Regions from separate parts of the Ovis aries genome. Here region 2 is linked to region 1. A link is a contact called in public Hi-C data. All regions are on one chromosome and are shown on one strand. Each heading gives the region's core, a stretch centred on a gene start, on an enhancer-like site or on the middle of the called end of the contact. The rest is flanking DNA. Distances are from core to core; before and after follow the strand shown. Region 1 overlaps COL15A1 (collagen type XV alpha 1 chain). Region 2 overlaps LOC132659160 (a long non-coding RNA gene).

Evidence for each region. Hi-C and Micro-C count contacts between places; a contact is called where the count stands out from the background.
Region 2: a Hi-C map of tail adipose tissue shows a contact between it and region 1, with 2.9 times the contacts expected there. The contact joins two enhancer-like sites. A contact is called at or near these places in 3 of 16 Hi-C or Micro-C datasets (hypothalamus, muscle and tail adipose tissue).

What each region holds. Positions count from the first base shown.
Region 1 is chr2:48,889,510-48,895,535 of ARS-UI_Ramb_v3.0, reverse strand. All of the region lies in intron 3 of COL15A1 (collagen type XV alpha 1 chain), which reads left to right. Among named protein-coding and RNA genes, the nearest start is that of COL15A1, 16 kb to the left of the region's middle. Within about 2 kb of position 2,490, at least 14 of the 54 cell types and tissues checked have an H3K27ac peak or open chromatin away from gene starts, as enhancers often do. A contact at or near this core is called in tail adipose tissue, where this site is marked.
Region 2 is chr2:48,982,192-48,988,217 of ARS-UI_Ramb_v3.0, reverse strand. All of the region lies in intron 5 of LOC132659160 (a long non-coding RNA gene), which reads right to left. Among named protein-coding and RNA genes, the nearest start is that of GALNT12, 39 kb to the left of the region's middle. Within about 2 kb of position 3,292, at least 14 of the 54 cell types and tissues checked have an H3K27ac peak or open chromatin away from gene starts, as enhancers often do. A contact at or near this core is called in tail adipose tissue, where this site is marked.

The sequences.
Region 1 (6,026 bases), core at 1,241-3,740:
TAGAACTTTCAGCTCCGTGAGGGAAAAAACTTGTCTGTCACTGCTGGATCCCCAGTGCTTAGAACAGAGCTACCATACAGTAGGTGCTCAATAAATGCTAGTTGAATGAATAGATGTATGTGTGTTGGTGGCTGTAAAAAGCTTCCCTCTCTCAGTCAGGAATTACCTTTCCAGGAATAAGTGTGTGGGGTGCATGAGCATGGGAAGGTTGGGTGGAATGTGAAAAATGCTGTTCATGCATATGCATGCAGGAGACTGGCCAGTCCCACTCAAGTTCAAGGTTTCCAAGAATCCTTTTGAAGGCAGCCTCCTACCCAGTGTGGTCCGTGCCCATAGCGGCTCCTTGTGGGAGAAGGCACAGATCACCGTTCATGCGCCTAGGGTAGCTGGGGATCCTAAGCTCCCTTAGGGTCCATGTGTCCCTCAAACACCTCGCTCCCATCAAAACCCACTGGGGGCCTTGAGGACCCAGAAAATGTTGGGCTTTCAGGGTCCTCTATCTGGCTCTCCTAAATTACAGAGAGTGGCGTGGAGACTCAGAGAGAACGAGGGACATGATGGGAGTCACACAGTTCAGATATAAGGAGCTGGATCCAGAACTGGGCCTTGTGATGTCCAGGTGGCTGGCATCTCGCCACCTCAAAGTCCCAGGTTTTGCTGCTGTGTCACCATAGACACATTGTCCCATCGTCCTCAGGGATGGGGGAGGAAAGGTGGGGACGGGACTTCGCACGTGCTGCGGGTCTCTTCTGTGCCTGGCAGCCTGTGGCTACAACTAAGCCTTGGAAACATGTGCTGTGCTTAGTCGCTCAGCTGTGTCCCACCCTTTGCGACCCCACGGACTGTAGCCCGCCAGGCTCCTCTATCCATGGGATTCTCCAGGCAAGAATACTGGAGTGGGTTGCCATTCCCTTCTGCAGGGGATCTTCTCGACCTAGGAATTGAACCTGGGTCTCCTGCATTGCGGGCAGATACTTTACCACCTGAGCCACCAGGGAAGCCCTTGGAAACGTCAGATGGATTTCAAATCCCAGTTCTTCCATGTATCAGCTGAGTGACTTGGGCAGATTGCTCAGGAGGAAGGTTGGATCCCTCATCTGGACAGGGGGTAGTCAAGGTCCTGCCTCTCAGGCTGCATGAGGCACTCAGCGTAGAGCCTGAGATGGCAGAGCCTTGGTGGGTGAGGGCTCTCCTTGAAACCATGAACCTCACCCTGTACCTATAACAGCATCACTGGGGAGCTCTTAAGACATACTGAGGCCTGGGCCTCACCCCCCGAGATCCTGACTGGGGTGGAGCTGGGTATCAGTCTTCTAAAGCCCTCAAGTGGTTCTTGTAAAACCCAGCTAGGAGCTAGCTCAGTGCTAGAGCACATATGCCATGAGGGCAGGGACACGTCTGTCCTGTTCACTCGTAAATCTTCCACAGTAGCAGTGCCAGGCATGTGGTGGTTGGTGCTTGAGAATATTTGTGAATGAATGAATGAACAAGCAGGTGAACAAGGCAAGCTTCCCTCTCTCAATCTACACTTACCTTTCAGGAATAAGTGTGTAGGCTCATGAGTTCAGCATCTGACATTACCCTGTACCGCCACCCTGAGAGCTGGCATTGTCATCTCTGTGTCCAGATAATGAAACTAAGGCTCAGAGGAGTAAACGAACTGGCCCAAGGTTACCAGCTAGTAAGTGATGATTTCTCTCTGGAATGGAATTCCATGTCCTTCTCTGCATCTGCTGGGCGAGACTCAAGGCTCAAACTCCTGAGGTCTTCTGCCCAAGGTCACCCTCAGTTTCGGGTCTCCAGTTAGGGGCATTTCCTGGGTACCCAGCTTGGAAGGCCTCATTCCCTCTCCCGTTACTCCAGAAGTGCACAGGCTCTTCCTCCAGCTAACATTTGGAGGCCATCAAGCTGTACTTTCATCTAGATTGAACAAGAGTCAGCCTGTCTCAAAATATGACTTCAGGGTCACCATCTGTTCTGGCTGTTCTCTTAAACTCCAGTCCCATTTCAGAGCCACACAGGGCTCCAGCAGCCTGCAGAGAGCACATCTCGGCACAGGGGAGCAGGAGGACCTGTAAAAAGCAGCTGTGTGCTTGATAACAGCTGTAGGACTAAGTTCTTATGTCATTCATTTCCCCCTACTCAGTGGCATCAAGTCGTTATATGTGCGGACCACAAACCCCCCCGCCGCTATGCATCCATTCCCATATTGGGCACCTACTGTGTACCATACACTTCCCCATGCCTCACCTTCTTAGGGAAATGGGTGAGAGTAGCCTGGATGGTGGGAACATGATATGCTGGGCAAGTCACATTGTCAGTCTGGGCCTCAGTTTTCTCATCTCGAGGACACTGGACTGAAGTCCTTCCCAGCTCTGGAGGTCACTCCAACTCTCCAGGCCTCTATCAGCCTAGTCAGTGTAGGCAAGATTGCACAGTGCCTGCTGATGCCATGAGCTCATTCTGCTGGCTTCCTCCCTGCTCTGGCTAAAGTCACACAAGCTCATCTGTGGACGCCCTGGGCCATTCCCAGGGCAGCTTGATTTTGCCCAGGGCATAACATGCCAAGTGCTGAGAGGCTGCAGGAAAGTATGTCTCCTGCTGCTGCCAAAAGACCGCCTTCACTCTGCATTCCAAATCACCCAATCCACCCTCTCCTTGGCAAGGGAAAGGAAGGGGCCTGACTGCCGGGGGCAGCAGCTTGAGGTGAAGTGGTGATACCTCCTAAAATGGTCAGCAGCAGCCTTCCTCAGAAACCTTTCAAGGCACCCCATAGCCTGCAGCATAAATTTTAGTCTCCTCAGCTTGACATTCAAGGCCCTCCCTAATCTGTTTCCAATCTCCCAAGTGAAAAAGTGATTAAGAGTAGAAACAGCTAGGAAGGACCTCAGATGACCCACACCTGGGCTGCAACCACCCCATTCCAGCTCTGTGGCCTTGATCTCCTTCAGCCTTAATCTGTTCATCTGCAAAATGGGAGAGCAATAGTCCCCACCTTATCGAATTGTCCTAAGAGTGAATAAGCTGATGTTGGCTTTACGCTTCTGAATCTGGCTTCTTAATTCTCTCCTTGCTGCTCTAACGGTGGAGGTTGCCTGAACGTCCCAGTGCCCCCATCCTCCAGGGCCACTCACAGACCCCTGAGTTTCCTAACTCCGTGGGTTTGCTTGTGCTCTGCTTGTTCCGCTCTGTTCACCTGTGCAGAGTCCTCCGGTTCAGACACCTGTGTCGGGGCTCTGTGTGTTGATGTCTTGCCCCCTTTTCTAGGCTGAGAGCTATTCGGGATCAGTCTGAGTTTTCGCGATCTCTCAAAGTCCAGCCTAGGCCCGAGTCCAGAAGAGGGTGGCCACTGGGTACTGGCTGTGCACAATGCCGGAACCCTCGACTGGGACCAGGACAGAGGGGGAGACAGGGAGGTCTGCTCCTGCCTTCCCTTCCCAGATCCCTCCTTTCCTTGCGGCCGCATTCTCTCAGGGCGCACAATGTAAATTACGACTAAATTGCTTGTGGTTAGCAACTCTGTAGGAGATTTCATGGACCATGTGGTATCTACCATGGGAAAAGAACTCAAATACCTAAGGACATGCCTCACTTAGAGACTTAGAAAGCTCCAGAATTACTCTTTCAAGCTCCTACCATCCCAGTGATGCCCCTCCCACCTCAGTACCTTACATCAAGAGGCTGGGGTTGGGGGAGGGTGGGACATGGCAGCGAGGAGCAGGAGTCTTACCCTTCTTCCAGGACCATGAGGGCTGGCCATCCCATCTTGCCCAGTGGCCCCAGCTCATGCCCTAGCCCCCAGATAGGCAAAGAGCAGCCTCCCTGAGGTCTCCAGCCAAACCTCAAGAACCTTACGGTATGTAACGAGAAGGGGAAGCATATGTGGTTCACAGTCCCTACCCAGACGCTTGTTTCAGAGAGAGAGGAGGTGGAGGCAGCTGGAATTCAGTCTGAAATCTAAGAGGCCAGTGTGCTTTAGAGCGGCACTCCCAGCTCAGTCGGTGGGTGAGAGCCAAGGCAGGCGTTTTTCAGAAGACTGGTCATTCTGTGCCCTCCTGCTTAAGGGTCAGCCAAAAGGATGGAAAATCGCAGCACTCAGAAAAGTTAGCATCAGGCCTCTGTGTGGCTATTAAGATTACATTGTACTTCAACAGTGGGATCAGCTGAGAGCTAGACTATTAAGGGCATATTGAGCTAAATGGTGCTGGTGGGATGGCTGCGACAACAGCTGGTGTTCATTAGAGTTCTTCATAATTGATGACAAAGACTATTGATTTTATCGATGAAAATACATGTGATATGGCAAGACAGATATATGGTCACTCTGGTCCAGAATCCGTTAAGCTCGCTTATTCACTTACGTGTGCACTAGTCATTCATTCATTCCTCCATCAATGCTCAATTCTTGCCTAACTCAGGCAAGCCCTGTGCTTGAAGCGTAGGGGTGAAGTTGGGAGATATAAACATGAAACAGATGATGCCTGCTCGCCCAAGGGCTCACAGACTGGTGGGAAACATAGGCAAATAAACAGATAATAACAGAGTATTGAGGAATTGGACCTTTACCAAGGGAGGGTTTCTTGACAAGATTGGGTGATTCATTTGTAGGCGTTTAGAAAAAGTCAGCTCTGAGGCCCGGCTTCCCATGTGGCTGGAGGGGAGTTCCCGGAGTCTTCAGGCCCCTTAAGCCCTGGGCAGGGCAAGGGGACAATGGGGAGGCAAGGGAAATAGCTGTTACTACCCCTCCTGGAAGGCGTGGGCTCCTCCTGCTTGGGACAGGCTTTCTCTGGGGGAGCAGCCCCCTTGGAGTCACAAGCTTCCTCTTGGCTGCAGAACCCTTGCCGACATGCCCAGTTCCCCTGGGCTGACCTCCCAAGCCTCTCTGCATCCTCAGACCACCAGCCTCCTTCCCACAGCTGGGTTCACTTGGCTGCCTCTCCCTGTTAGTGGGATCTAGTCACTCAGGGGACTCAGCCTCCCATCAGCCTGTCTGGGAAGCAGCCCATTCGCTGCGGCTGTGCTGTGATCTGAGGGAAGCCCTGTCTCAGCTGGGGCCCTGCCTAGCCCTGTGCCCGGGTCTCCGCCCCTACAGTGGACTTTGCTGCCGGCTGCCTGCTCGTGTCTCCTACTCCGTGATTCCCCCACTGCTGGCCTCCGTGCAGGTCTTAGGCCTCTCCAGCTGCTGCTCAGCAGCACAGTGTAGGGCAGTGGGTCTCAAACTTGAGTGGGCATCATTACCTGCGGGGCTGGGTAAAACACAGGTCGCTGCTGCCCTCTTCCCTGCACAAGGTCTGATTCAGCAGGTCTGGAGAAGAGCCAGAGCATTTGAATCTCTAGTAAGTTCCCAGGTGAGGCTGATGCTGCTGGTTCAGGAACCGCACTTTGAGAATCATCGTTGTGGTTAAGCAGGTGGGCTATGGAACATGGACCCAAGCTGGGTCCTCGTCTTGTCTCTGCCACTTACTAGCTCTGTGACCTCCTCCCTCTGCATCTCGGTCTATTCATGGAGAATATACAGGTAGAAACACCTTCCTCACTGACTCAGTCCAGGCACTGCACTCAGAATAAGACTGGGCATACAGTTCAGTTCAGTCGCTCAGTTGTGTCCGACTCTTTGCGACCCCATGGACTGCAGCATGCCAGGCTTCCCTGTCCATTAGCAACTCCCAGAGCTTACTCAAACCCATGTCCATCAAGTCAGTAATGCCATCCAACCATCTCATCCTTTGTCGTCCCTCCTGCCTTCAATCTTTCTCAGCATCAGGGTCTTTTCTAATGAGTCAGTTCTTTGCCTCAGATGGCCAAAGTATTGGAGTTTCAGCTTCAGCATCAGTCCTCCCAGTGAATATTCAGGACTGATTTCCTTTAGGATACTTGGCATACAGTAAGTAGTCAATGAATGCTTTACGTTCCTTGTCCATTGTAACAAACTACCACAAACTGGTAAAATTCCAGAGGCAAGAAGTCCAAAATCAAGGTATCAGCAGGGCTGCACTGCCTGTGGAGGCTCTGGAGAATATTTCTTT
Region 2 (6,026 bases), core at 2,043-4,542, 92 kb before region 1:
AATCCTTGGGGGCTCTTGGCTCTTTCTTCTGGGGATGTGGTTCCACCTTCTTGTCATCCTTCCTATTTTATGACAAGTAACACATCTGCAGTGGAGTAGTTTTCTGAGCCTGTTTCTTGCCAGTAGAATTTTGGGTGTCCAGCCGTCTCTTTCTATTTTCTTTTCCTCTCTTCCGTTTGGTCCAAGCTGGCAGTATTTCTGCTGAGATAATCCCCAAGAACTTGGTGAGTCTTGCGTGGATTCACTGCTTTTCACTCCACGTGACAGAAGCCACATCCACAGATCGTTTCAAATAAATCCCCTTTTTCTCTTGGCCTCCTATTTAGCTGGCTGAGCGATAATGACGTTAAGCTTCCTGGATGCCCCCAGTTTAGTCGAGAAGACCCATGACGTGCACACACTCTTAATCTCTTAAAAAGGTCCTTTGTGTGACTGTGACCTTTTGATGTGTCTGAGGTCTTAACGAAAGATTATACAGTCACATACTCTGCCTTTTCTCTGTGCCACATTTTCAGCAGCCATTCTGACTTTTAGCATCTTTTGCCAACTGGAGAGGCTGAAAATTTTCCTAAATAATTCAGTCCTGCTTAATTTTTGTGTTATGACTTCCCGTCTCTCTCTCTCCTCTTGCACTTTACCATAAGCAGCAGGAAGAAACCAGGCAGCATCTTCAGCGCTTCTTGGAGATCTCCTTAGCTACAGAACTAGGTTCCCTTAGCTATCTAATCAGGTTCATCTCAAAAATCCTTCATAACTGCCAGAGACAATCTGCTAAACTTTCTGCCACTGTATAATAAGGCTCTTTCCCCACTTTCTAGTAACTGTTTCTCACTTCCTTCATAACCTTCAGCAGCAATGTCCTCAACATTTATATTTCTACTAACAGTCTCTTCAAGGAAATTTAAGCTTTCTGTGGCTCAGAGGTTAAAGTGTCTGCCTGGAATACGGGAGGCCTGGGTTCGATCCCTGGGTCGGGAAGATCCCCTGGAGAAGGAAATGGCAACCCACTCCAGTACTCTTGCCTGGAGAATCCCATGGAGGGAGATGCCTGGTAGGCTACAGTCCATGGGGTCGCAAAGAGTCGGACACGACTGAGCAACTTTACTTACTTATTACTTATCCTGTCCTGCAGAATTCCTCCAGCTTCCTCCTACTGCCCTGTTCTAAAGCTGCTCCTACATTTTAGGTGTTTATTATAATACATCTCACTTCCAGGTGCCAAAATCTGTGTTAGTTTTCTATTGCTATGTAATGGATTGCCACAAGCAGAGTGGCTTAAAACAGCATAATTTATTGTCTCCCTGTTCCTGTAGGTTATAGTCTGGGCATGGCTTAGCTGAGTTCTCTGCTCTGGGTCTCACTGGATGAAATCAAAAGTGTTGACCAGGGCTGCTGTCTCAGCCAGGACTGGGGCTCTTCTTCCAAACACAGTTTGTTGGCAGAATTCAAGTCCTCGAGGTTGTAGGACTGAGAACCTCAGCTTCTAGAGGTCACCTGCCGAGAGATTGTCCTGCTGGCTTTGAAGAAATCAGCTGTCATGTCATGATCTGCCATGTGGTTAGGACCTGAGATGGCCTCTGGGAGCTCAGAATGGTTGAGTTTTGAATTTTGAATTTCTGGAAGCAGAGACTCATCAGTATGGTTATTCCATTAATAACAATGTAGACAGTGCAAGTGCATTTGAAACTCTGGTTCAGGGATGCCCATATCAGGTGCCTACTTACCATTCCAGGAGGTTTGTTTTTGAAAACTTGTAAAAATTCCCAAGAACCTAAACCTTCATTGCATGATAGTCTTCTTAAGTGTCAGTTGGGAAGGATCTGTTTTATTTATATGGGTCAATTCTGAATGTATATTAAAGTTAAATTTCCTGTCCTGACTAGCTTCCCTTTTCTCTTCCTGTTAAAGCAGTGCTTTTCAAAATTTCATGTTCTGGGAATCCCTTGGCATCTTGTCAAAAGGTAGATTCAGATTCAGTAGGTCTGGGATGGACTTTGAGATTCTGCATTTCTCACAAGCACCCAGATGATGCCAGTGCTGTTGGTCTGTGGATCAAATTTTAAGTAGCAAGTTATTCAGGAGAGAATAAGAAGGTCCTGGTTGGCTGGTCACTGGTGTCTGTTCTCACGCGCACACTAGGTGGGGGTGTCAGCTCAGGAAATACAATGCCTTAGTTGTGGACATGTCTGTTGGTCTAAAAAAAATCCTCCTATCTTGGGTCCATGGGATGCAGACCTGGATGGCACCCAGAGATCATTCTGTGCCCAGTGTACCTGATGGAGTAGGGAACGAGGCCCATGAGGGAAGGGCTTTGCATGAGATCACATAGCAAGTTAGGGACAGCATTTTCTTTGTCAGTACTTTTCATTCTATATAGTAATCAGTGTTCTAAATTTGGCCTGGGTGTGTTTTTCTTAAAGTGTAAAATTGGTACTCTTAAACCTTGTATCTTCAAATATTGGCTTTGCTAAATTAAATTTTAAAGGAAAGTTAGTTTCCTATCTTGATAAGAACTTCTACAGACCTTGCTGCATGGTTTCTTGTATCATAGCCACAATGTTTATTTAGCAAGTAGAGTTGGAAATATTAGCCTTTTACAGTCTCCTAATATTTGTGAGAGTCAATGCACCACACATCAAATTTCTCACTTACATATAACTTCAGAGTTTCGTTTTCAAGAGCTTTATTTTGTTCATTCCTGTAAAGTCAACCGAATGAGGATTGCTGTCTCCTTTTCATCAGCAGTAGCTGCTGCTGAAAATAGTACCACCATGAGTTGGGCACTCTTCTAAGCACTTCATGAAATGAGCTAATTTAATGCTGAAAACACCCAGGGAGGTAGGTATTGGTCCTCCCCTTCACTCTTCCCGGCACCCCACCACCCTCAATTTAAAAGTGAGGACACAGGCTCAGGGAGTGTGGGAAACTTGTCTACGGTCACACAGCTAATCAGTGGCAGCGCTAGAATTGACCCAGGAGAAGGAAACGGCAACCCACTCCAGTGTTCTTGCCTGGAGAATCCCAGGGATGGGGGAGCCTGGTGGGCTGCCGGCTATGGGGTTGCACAGAGTCGGACACAACTGAAGTGACTTAGCAGCAGCAGCAGCAGCAGTCTTACTCCAAAAGCTCAGTTGTAACTGCTGTGACCCAGTGCCTCCTGAAAGGGAGGGGAGGTGACTTGCCCAAGCCAGGCGGCTCATACGCCCTGGCCACAGCCCTCCCCTCACTCTTAGTCCAGTTACACCACACTGCCAGTCATGGCACGAAAATGAATGAAAGTCTGTGCTGCTTGGAAAGTACAGAGGTCACAGAAGAGCCGTGTCTCTGGGTAAGTGCCAAGTTGGGGACAGAACCAGGGACAGAGCCCCAGGCCCGGACTGGTTCCTCCAGGGGCCGCTGTCCAGGGGGAGCTCCGTTTTGCCCACACTCACACTCTGCCCAGTTTCTCTTTAAAACAAGGCAAAAATGGGAAGGCGGGACTTGCGGAGGTCCGGGGCGAGGGGGGGGGGGGTGGCAGGAGGGGGGGGCAGGAGGCGGGGGCAGGAGGCGGGGAGCATTTCTTCAAGTTTCCCCTTTGAGATTCTTGCTGCAGAGCCAGGAGGCCCAAAGTACATGGCCAGATCCACAAGTTGCCCCATCCAGCACTTTGCTGTCTTTGGAGGATTTAAAGCCCATGGGACTGAGAGTTATGTCCCGTCTGCCATGTCATGATTGCTCTGTGAATCATCTCGAACCTTCTTTTACAAGGCAAAAGTCAGTGGAGCTGATTGCTCATCAGACTGTTAAGATGGTTATTTCAGTGTCCTAAAAAGAAATTGCAGATGGGTGTGACTGTTGGGCAGCTCTGGTTATTAACTCAAGAGTGATTGCAGAGCGCCACTGGATTCTGATTGCAAGCTGTTACAGAAGGAAGCAAGTTACTGGGTTATAGAATTTGCAGGGACTTTAAAAGTCATGTATTCAACTCCCTCCTAGGCAGGATTTCCTTTTCTTCTCCAGCCAGCCCTAGCTTGTCCACTGCCAGTGAGGGGATATGTCCCCCCCTTCACAGGCCATCCGTTGTGTTCTTGGATGACTCCTTATGAAGCTGAAATCTGCCTCTCTGTAGCTTCCTTATTACTCTGGACCCCCCCCTTGGAGGCCACCCAGTGTGTGTGCTCTCCCTGTCCCTCAGAGTCTCCAGGAGAGAGGTTATGTGTCTAAGTCTTCTCTGCTCCAGGCTGTCTGCCCTCCCTTCCTCAAACCATCGTTATGGGATGTGGTTTATACTGGAGTTCTGGGAGGGAGTGAAGATAGACGTTTGCCTTAAACCTGCTGCATTTAACTGAAGATCAAGGCTCCATTCCCTGGACTTCCCTGGTGGTCCAGTGGTTAAGAATCTGCCTAGCAGTGCAGGGGTAGGTGCCATCCCTGGTCGTGTAACTAAGATCCCACATGGTACAGAGAAACTAAGGCCATGCACAACTAGCGGGTCCGGGCACTGCAATGAGAGGTCCCACTTGACACAGTGAAGACCTGATACGGGTCTAAGACCTGGTATGGCCAAATAAATTAATAAAAATTTTAAAAAATAAAGCACTGCATCCCCCATCCCTTCAGAGAGGTCTAGTCTAGCTCAGGCTCCGCCACATCCTCTGAGGACAGTGAAATGAAACTAGTGGGACAGCAAGTGGGAGAGAAATGGTATAAGAGAAGCTCCATTTTCCGTAATAGGAAGTCGGTAATAATGGTCTGAAAAATCATGAGAAAACAGAGCTAACGTGTTATTTGAAATTCAGAGGCAAATACTGGAAGAAATTGCTGGAAATGTTGAGAGGAGGGACTGTCTTGAGAACCAGGTCTGTGTGGGGTTGGGGAGGAGCAAAATTGGGGACTACTGATTTGATTATAAACCTTGAGTACAATTAGGCTTTTTAAGCTAAGTACATGTACTTTAGCTAAGTATATTTATTGAAAATGATCTTTAAAAATTCTCCCAAATGGAGTCTGAGCCCAAAGTCTTTGTTAGTAGGAAAACAGTTGGGGACCTAGGTTTGTCTTTATTTAGCAGCATCTGTGTGTGTGTGTGTCCACAAAAGAGGTCAGGATATGTAGAAACATAGACCTGAATATAAATTCAGTCTGGTGAACTTGCCAGCTTTGTGACAAGTTACTTAACCTCTCTGAACCACAGTTCCTCATCTGTAAATAGAAGCAGTGCTAGGACCTAACTCTAGGGGGGCATGAGGATTAAATGAGATGAGGCAGGCGTAGGGCACTCTGAAGAATAGGGGCTCAGGGACCATTTCCTGGCCAAAGGTTTTTTGTTGCTCAAGCCCAGGGATATCCCTAGGACCAGAGAAGCTGTCAGAAAAAGTACGTATCTCAGCTCCCACCGGCAGAATGTTTGTTCTTCATGAAAGTCCTGGATTCAGGGCCTTGTGGCAGAACAAACAGGAGCCCTTGGTGGTCCCCAGACCTCCTTCCCTCTCCATCCTCAAGGATTTTAACTTTTTAACCCTTCTGTTGTAACAAGTTTATCTCCAGGAAAACTTTGAATCCAAAGCAGCAGGGGGTTGGGGATCACTTTAGTCCGATCTTTTTGCCATGGGGTGGGGGCAGTGGTCCTCAAGAGGGGCCAGGAAGGGGCCCCCAGGCCAGTTCCTCCTCTGTGCCTGCTAGTAGGGGACAGAAGCATGAGCCTTGGCTGCTCTGCAAAACCCTAGCAGGCCATGGGCTTCAGAAGGCTCGAGAGCTTGTCCCGAGATGGACTGGACTCAGCTCACTCCTTTTGGAACCAGAAACTGAAGCGAAATAAAACTGCCTTTTTCTGGGTAGGATTCTGGACAGTTCTGGGAACTGGTCTGCAGAACAAATTGATTTATGGGGATCCAGCTGTGAGGAGCTGTACAAAACAGGGATCAGAGGAGATACACTCCAGATGTGGCTTCATTAAGGGCAAGGGTGGAACAGTGGGGTTGAAAGACTTCTGAGGTCCACTGGGCCATGGAGACTTCAAGAAAGTATGGCCAAGGGCCCGTGGCTTC